Linked DNA regions of Mus musculus: region 2 is linked to region 1. A link is a contact called in public ChIA-PET data. All regions are on one chromosome and are shown on one strand. Each heading gives the region's core, a stretch centred on a gene start, on an enhancer-like site or on the middle of the called end of the contact. The rest is flanking DNA. Distances are from core to core; before and after follow the strand shown.

Region 1 (4,024 bases), core at 1,252-3,751:
CCCAAAGTACCCCTAAGCATCTGCATTTCCTGCCGTTTTTCTGACAAATGATACCAGGTAAGGGCCCTTAGAGCAGTACTGAGCACAGCACTGCAGAGTCAGTCTCAGGAACGCAGCAGCAGCCAGATAAATCCCTGAGATAAACAGACACACTCCAGCTAGAATAAAGTCCCTTACGGCCTGCTCCACAAACCGGCTCCTCTTTCTGACCAGTACTGCTGCGGCCTAGCACTACGTAGCTGTCAGTAAGTCCGGCTGTACTGTGTGCAGACCTGGATCTGGCTGTGTCTCCCTCAGCACTTCAAAGAAGTGCTCACACCTGAGGACTGGGTGGTCTCAAACAGGTCTCGAATAAATTTGACTCTCTTAAAGTCTGTGAGGGGGAAATTCTACAAGGCTTACCAGTCTATCCATGTATGCCCACTGTATAAACTACAATTAGGTACAAACAACAAAAAAGTGAAAACTTTTAGAAAAAGATCGTTTCTGAGACCAGGGTAAAGGGCACCTGGGAGAACAATTATAAAATCCTGAAAAGAAGGCTGGGTGGCAGTGGCTCGTGCCTTTAGTCCCGCACTCAGGAGGCAGAGGCAGGCAGATTTGAGGGCAGCCTGGTCTATAAAACAAGTTTCAGATCAGCCAGGCCTATACATAGAAACCCTGTCCCGAAAAAAGAAACAAAAAACAAAAAGAAAAATCCTGAAAAGGGTGAGTGAGCTAATGCCTACAAATTGTTCTTTGACCTCAACCTGTACACATAAAATAAATACAGATGAAATAAAATACCGTTGCCTAAAAAAATTAGAATATGATACAAGGTAGCATTTCACACTGCTGGAGAAATGATGGCTATTTATTAAATGAAATAAAAACTGTGACTAGTTGATATTTGGAATGAAATGTTGCAGACTCTGTAGTATAAAAAAACGGGACTCCTAAGCTGCTTCTATCAGAAAATGGTTCCTCGTGCCCTTGGACTTCTACAGAATCATATCCCAAATACCAGAGTCCCCAAACATTTTGTGGCTGGGGCTTTTATACAGTTCTAGCTTGTCTCCCCTATATGGCTACACACACTTTTTATTGGCTGCTTTAAATTACTGTGCAGTGGGCTAGACTGAGAAGGGAGGAAGCAGGAGGCTGCCGGAGAGATGCGGTCAGTCTGCACACCATGGGATAGGAGCTACTGAGCAACCATGTGTGTACATGTATGGACATGGACCAGACCACATGGCTGCTTCTTGGGCTTCTTTTCTGTTAGCCCTTGGAGGCTCCCTCCTCCCCCTAACCATCTGAAGCCAGCAGTGGTGGTCTATGTCTGTAATCCTGAATGTGGGAGGTAGAGACAGGATGGATGATCAGTTTATTCCAATCTGGGCAACGTAAACTCTGTCTCAAAAGAAAAAAAAAAAGGGTGTGTGTCACACATCTACAGGGGTGTGTGTCACACATCTACAGGGGTGTGTGTCACACATCTTCAGGGGTGTGTGTCACACATCTTCAGGGGTGTGTGTCACACATCTACAGTGGTAGACGGAAAGAGATGCAGATCAAAACCCTACAACTTCCCCATCGAGGCTCATGTAGGGTGGGTGGCTCACAACCATCTGTGACTCTATTCCAGAGGACCAGATGCCTTCCTCTGACCTCCGCAGGCACCAGGCACATATGTGGCATACATACATCCATACAGGCAAAACACTCATATGCATAGAATAAAATTAAAAACAAGCTAATGATAAAAAAAAACCTAATAAAACAGACCTAACTAAATCATCTCTGAGGTGATGAAGTGGAGGCTGGTTTCTTCAGTTTCTATCTTTCTGGCATCCTGGCTCCTGAACCTTCTAGCCTCAGAGAAGTCCTCCTAGTTTTCCTTTATTGGAAATCGTTCTTAGCACACTGCCTGCTGGTGCACAGGGTGTGCACTGGTGTGCACAGCTTTACTCTGGAACACCCCCATATGGAGGAGAAGTCGTGCTCACTGCTGGCTGCACAGCAGCAGGAAGCTATTGCTCATCAGGACAGATTTACAGGAGTCATCACTCACAGGAGTGACAGATGACAACGCTGTCGTCTGTCATAATCTACATTCCGAGGGCACATTTTTACCTCGTATAATGAAAGCAAGCCTTCATGGACATGTTCTTGCTAGCTTAGCATCTCCACAGCGTTACTGGCTTGTTTGTTCAAGTTACCTCCCTTGGCCAGATGGCCCTGGAGGAGATCAGGATGATAAAGGGAGTCACTGGCTAGACTTGGTCCAGATGTTCAGAGAACAAGGGAAGAGGGTAAGAGATAAGGACAGCGGCAGTGACATCATAGATCCCAGGGACAAGGCTGGCCACCTGACAAGAGGGCAAGAATGCACTGGGAACTGATGGCCTTTGTCCCCCCCCACCACCCCACCCCCCGATCTGCTAAAGCCTGAAGGCTGTAGATAAGGGAAGGCGGGTTTTAGAGGATTGGTCCACCGCCATCTCGGATCACCTGCTTCCTGTGTAAGCACAGCTTAGAGATTCCATTCTGTCCCTGCTCTTGGCATGTGTGGTGACCGGCAACAGGACTACTGTGTTCTGGTGACACTACTAGGGATACAAAGTAGCGCACCTACTGTGGATGACAGGGTGGTCCATTACAAGCTAGCGACATGACCGAAAATGATGCCCTATGCCTTTTAATCCCAGGACAGGACACTTGGATCTCTGTGAGTTCAAGGCCAACCTGGTCTATATACTGAGTTCCAGGCTGGCCAGGGCTATGCAGTGAGACCCTTGTCTCAAAAGCAAATAACGCCAAAAGCCACCAAAAGTTAGAAATACAAAAAGAAAAAAAAATCCATTGTTCAGTACAGATGCAAAATCTTTGAAAGCAGAAAGCCACACAAGTATTTACATATCCGTGTTCCTAATAGCACTGTTAATAATCTACTGCAGGACAGCAGTCATCAAATGAAGGACAGATGAACCAAGGTATTCCATCTCTGCTCCCAGAGGAGTGAGACAGTGGAGCATGCTCAGTGAAGAAGCGCTGGAAACACGGGTGAAAGGTCAGACACAAAAGGTCAAGTACACGTGGATCCACTCATGAGAAATGTCCAAAAAAGACAGAACCCTGGAGTCAAAATCACCAGACACTGCTAAGAGCCAGTCAGGAGAATTGGGGAAAGAGCTGCTTAGTGGGTAGGAGGGGTCAGTCTCCATGGCAACCTGAGGAGTCAATTATCAACCCTCTGTTCCCATCTGCTGTCCCCTGGCCTTACCTACTCCTCCCCCGAGAGAAAAAAAGACTACATATCAAAAAAAAGGTCTGGCCTGTCTTAGGGTAGAGCCTGGACAGTGAGAGACCCACAGTCTGTGAGAGCTGCCCAGTGTAAAGGCGACTCGGAGCTTAGGCAGGAACGGAGAGAATAAATCAGCTCCAGCCCTGGTCTTTTATGCTAAAATTAGTTGTTGCTTTGTTTTGCTTGTTTTAAAGCTTTATTTCTTCTTATTTTATGTGTCTGGGTGTTTTGCCTCAGACACGAAGGCCAGAATACATCCTCAGCGCCCCAGAAACTGGATTAATAGAGTTGGTACTTGCCATGTGGGTTCTGAGAACTGAGCTCGTAAGTCCTCTGGAAGAGCAAACTGAACACCTGAGCTATCTCTCCATCCCAAGAGTCAACATTTCTTTTTTTTTTTTAATTATGTATTTATTTTGTGTATATGAGTACACTGTAGCTGTCTTCAGATGCACCAGAAGAGGGCATCGGATCCCATGACAGATGGTTGTGAGCCACTATGTGGTTGCTGGGAATGGAACTCAGGACCTCTGGAAGAGCAGCCAGTGCTCTTAACCACTGAGCCATCTCTCCAGCCCCAACATTTCTTGAGTATTTAAACTATCTTATAGTAAAGTCATCCAGGAGTTTAAAAATATTAATTAAACCAAATGCCACTGAGTTATACATTTCTAAATGTTTAAAATGTGGAGCTGACACATGGCTCAGCAGGCAAAGGTGCGTGCTGTCAAAGTTGATGAC
Region 2 (3,856 bases), core at 1,198-3,697, 160 kb before region 1:
TTTTTGTTTTTGTTTTTGTTTTTCGAGACAGGGTTTCTCTGTATAGCCCTGGCTGTCCTGGAACTCACTCTGTAGACCAGGATGGCCTCGAACTCAGAAATCTACCTGCCTCTACCTCCCGAGTGCTGGGATTAAAGGCGTGCGCCACCACGCCCGGCTTGCCCACACATTTTACACTTCCCACCTATGAAGTTGAACAGTGATGGTAGACAAGTCACCTAATTCTTAGTCAAGGCTCAGTAAGGGTGCTTGCTGCTGAACTTGACCTGAGCTCAGTCCCCAGAATCCGCATGGTGAGAACTGTCGCCCACACACTGTCCTCTGACTTCACATACCCCATGGCATGTGCAAGCCCATACACATCCACGCATAGCTGAGATTTCAGCAGTTTGAACATCATTTAAAAGGTACTTTTGCTTGATTTGTGTAAAACATTTTCTTTTCCTTTCCAAACTTTAACTGTAGCACTCTTTGAAGAACTTCAAAGCTTGGATATTTTCTTGGCTGAACTCTACAAGTAAGTTTCCCAACTCCACAACTTATGGCCAAAGACCACCTACCTCTCCACGAGTGACTAACATAGGGAGGTGTGCTCTCCTAGAGATCTTCACCACGTTCTCCTCTTGTTCCCAGGCACCTGGACAGCAGTAGCAATGAGCGCCCGGACATTAGTTCCATCCAGAGACGGATTAAGGTATCCAGATGGGATTTGGGAAAAAACGTGGGAAGTCAGTTGTCTGAGTCATTTTCATGTTTGATTTGATGCAGGGACTTGTATGTAGTTGCATAGCTGAGACCTTTTTTTTTTTTTTTTAGAAAGTAACTCATGACATGGACATGTGCTATGGGATGATGGGAAGCCTGTTCCGCAGCGGCTCCCGGCAGACACTCTTTGCCAGCCAAGTGATGCGCTATGCAGATCTCTATGCGGCCTCGTTCATCAACCTGCTGTACTACCCATTCAGCTACCTCTTCAGAGCTGCCCATGTCCTGGTGAGTACCGTTACTTTTGATTGACAGTTAAGATGGACCATAGAGATGCTAGAGAGATGGCCCAGTGGTGAAGAGCACTGGCTTCTCTTCCAGAGGTCATGAGTTCAATCCCCAGCAACCACATGGTAGCTCACAGCCATCTGTAATGGGATTGGATATCCTCTTCTGGTGTGTCTGAAGACAGCGACAGTGTACTCACATACATAAAATAAATAAATAAATCTTAAAAAAAAATGCGGGGTGTATTGGTGCATACCTTTAATCCTAGTGCCTGGGAGGTACTGATCTCTGATTTAGGGTTACATTGAGAGGTGCCCTACCCCACCCCCCAAAAAAGACTTGTTAGTGCTAATTGAAATAATTTTTTTTGGTTTTTCGAGACAGGGTTTCTCTGTGTAGCCCTGGCTTCCTGGAACTCATTTTGTAGACCAGGCTGGCCTCAAACTCAGAAATCCGCCTGCCTCTGCCTCCCGAGTGCTGGGATTAAAGGCGTGCGCCACCACACCTGGCAATATAACTGTTTTTATATGTATGTCCTGATACTGCTGTTGCAGGGCAGGGCTGGCTAAGGAAGTATAAAAGCATCCGTAAGGTTTCTTACGGATTTCCATGCTGTAGGGAGGGAGCGGAGCTTAGGCACTCCTGCTTGGGAAGCGGAGTGGTTAGCACAGTACTCACTTTCGCTCTGCCTACAGCCTGAGTGTTTGCTTTGCTCTAGATGCCGCACGAGTCAACGGTGGAACACACGCATGTGGATATCAATGAGATGGAGTCCCCTCTCGCCACCCGGAACCGCACGTCAGTGGATTTCAAAGACACTGACTATAAGCGACACCAGCTTACAAGGTCCATTAGTGAGATCAAGCCCCCCAACCTCTTCCCGCTGGCCCCCCAGGAGATCACACACTGCCATGATGAAGATGATGATGAAGAGGAAGAAGAGGAAGAATAGGAAGGCAGACTAGAAACCGGAGCACCCATCAAGTCTGTCAGACTCACGGGGTGAGGGGTGGCCTGTTTGGATTCTGTTAGGGAGGGTGGGAGGACTCCATCAGAAGTCCTGGAAAGTTTGGAAAGTTTCTCAAGGCTTTAAATAATTCTAATCATAGCTACTTCAGTTTTGTGTATCTGTTCTCTGCAGATGGTTTGAAACTGTATAGGAAGAACAGGTAAAGGCAGGTGGAGTGCACACAGATCGCACCACATGGCTTGTAATGATTTTCTGTGTCTGTCATCGTCAGCGTGTCATCTGGATGTACGAAGGTAGTAAAAAAGGGTTTCAGAACAGAGCCACGGGACTGGTAGGAAGAGGAGATCCACAAATGCTGTATACAGGCTGTACCGCTGCTTCAAACCCCACTTGTCCAGTGCTTCACAGTGTTGCTAATCAGTGGAGAAATACATGCTTTCATTATCAAGTGTAGTCAGCCGTCTGTTGAGGTCAGGTTTCCTTCCGTTAGCTTTTGGGTTTCCTCGGTGGCTCTGGCAAGGCTGCTGCTGTGTCATTCGGTGCCTTTGTGAGTTTCCTTGCTGTAGGTGATTCTTGACTGTGGGGATTGGAATTTGAGGCAGAAGTTACCATCCCTACTACATTTTTTAAAGTTGGTAGCACAAATGCTTTTTATTCTATGAAAACAATCCTTTTGGGGAATGTACCTGAAGAGTACAGAGGAGCAAGTTCCCAGAGCAGCAGCCACGGCATCGTGGCCTGCAGGTGCACCCTCCTCCTCGCCACAGTCAGTCAGTTCCCGTGACAGGAAACGACCTTGTGTTCTGAGGAGAGCGTGAAGGCTGTGCCTGCCCTGCCAGTGCAGGGAGCTGTCCCGCACTTGAGCAGTGTCAGAGATTCTTGCTTTAACTTTGATTTGCTTTCTCCCATTCTTGGCCCTGGTCACTAGGGTCCTGGCTATTCTAGAACTCAGTAAAATGTATGTCTAATGCTAACATTGGCCCTTGTGTAGTACAACTATTAGCCGTCACAGCTATTGCTCTTCAAATGGCTTTAGGGTTGGTGTTCTTTTTAAGGGAAATACATTTTCAAAATTGCTCACCATATCTGTATCACTTTTAGTTAAAAACATGCTTATATGTACAGTGTTTCATGGGTATAAGGATTTTTTTTCACTGAGGTTTTAGGCATTTTTTAAAAAGACAAATTTTCTCTATGTAGCCCTGGCTGTCCTGGGACATGTTCAGTATGTAGAGCAGACTGGCCTTGAACTCAAAGAGGTGTGCCTGTCTCTGCCTCCCGGGTGCTGGGATTAAAGGCGTGCAGCACCTTGCCTGGCTTGTTTTAAAGTAATCATTGAAGGTATGGAGCACAGCCACTGAGCCAAGGCTGCAGCTGCCAGCACTCACTGACTTTACAGTAAGTCATTTCAAGTAACGTGCATTCGGACTGAAATTTCTGGAACATGTACGTGGCCTATTAGTTGTCATCTCTGTTTTTAAAATTTAGAGACTACCGTATTCACCCTAGTTACTATTCTCATTTAAATTGTCATTGAGGACATTGCCTAGTTTGACAGTGTTAAGCCTTCTCAAGCCCAGATCACCTCTGCGTGGCATGTGACAACTGCAGAGTCACCTTGCATTAGTTCATTCCTTAGAGCAGAGGTGGATATCACTCAGTTTGCTTTCTATGTTTTACTGTGTTGTGTGGATACAACAGTTTGTTACTGGCCAGATGACACTGTCAGCCAGGTGACTCACCAGGAGAGCTAGCGAGCGAGCAAGCACTTCAAGTGGCTGTGAAAAGCACGCAGTTGCAAGAACTCCACGTTAAGTCACCAGAAGGAGCTGCTAAGGAGCTTTGTGAGAGACCAGCTGGTGATTTCCCACACGTTCCCAGATGTGCTGGGAG

What was found. ChIA-PET counts read pairs in DNA pulled down with a chosen protein or histone mark.
Region 2: an RNA polymerase II ChIA-PET map of effector CD8 T cells shows a contact between it and region 1, with 9 read pairs. The contact joins two enhancer-like sites. A contact is called at or near these places in 1 of 39 promoter capture datasets (cranial neural crest), 2 of 484 Hi-C or Micro-C datasets (LSK cells and bone marrow-derived macrophages), 2 of 115 datasets of contacts at active chromatin or transcription factors (effector CD8 T cells and trophoblast stem cells) and 3 of 9 other capture datasets (adipose tissue, embryonic stem cells and liver).

Annotation. Positions count from the first base shown.
Region 1 is chr19:46,726,503-46,730,526 of GRCm38.p6, reverse strand. The region is part of intron 10 of As3mt (arsenite methyltransferase); the gene reads right to left. Among named protein-coding and RNA genes, the nearest start is that of As3mt, 21 kb to the right of the region's middle. Within about 2 kb of position 2,501, at least 45 of the 459 cell types and tissues checked have an H3K27ac peak or open chromatin away from gene starts, as enhancers often do. A contact at or near this core is called in effector CD8 T cells, where this site is marked.
Region 2 is chr19:46,886,907-46,890,762 of GRCm38.p6, reverse strand. It overlaps Nt5c2 (5'-nucleotidase, cytosolic II), which reads left to right. Exons shown (of 18, transcript NM_029810.5): 15 at 466-517; 16 at 634-694; 17 at 817-993; 18 at 1,712-3,856. The coding sequence ends at 1,945. Among named protein-coding and RNA genes, the nearest start is that of Nt5c2, 73 kb to the left of the region's middle. Within about 2 kb of position 2,447, at least 87 of the 459 cell types and tissues checked have an H3K27ac peak or open chromatin away from gene starts, as enhancers often do. A contact at or near this core is called in effector CD8 T cells, where this site is marked.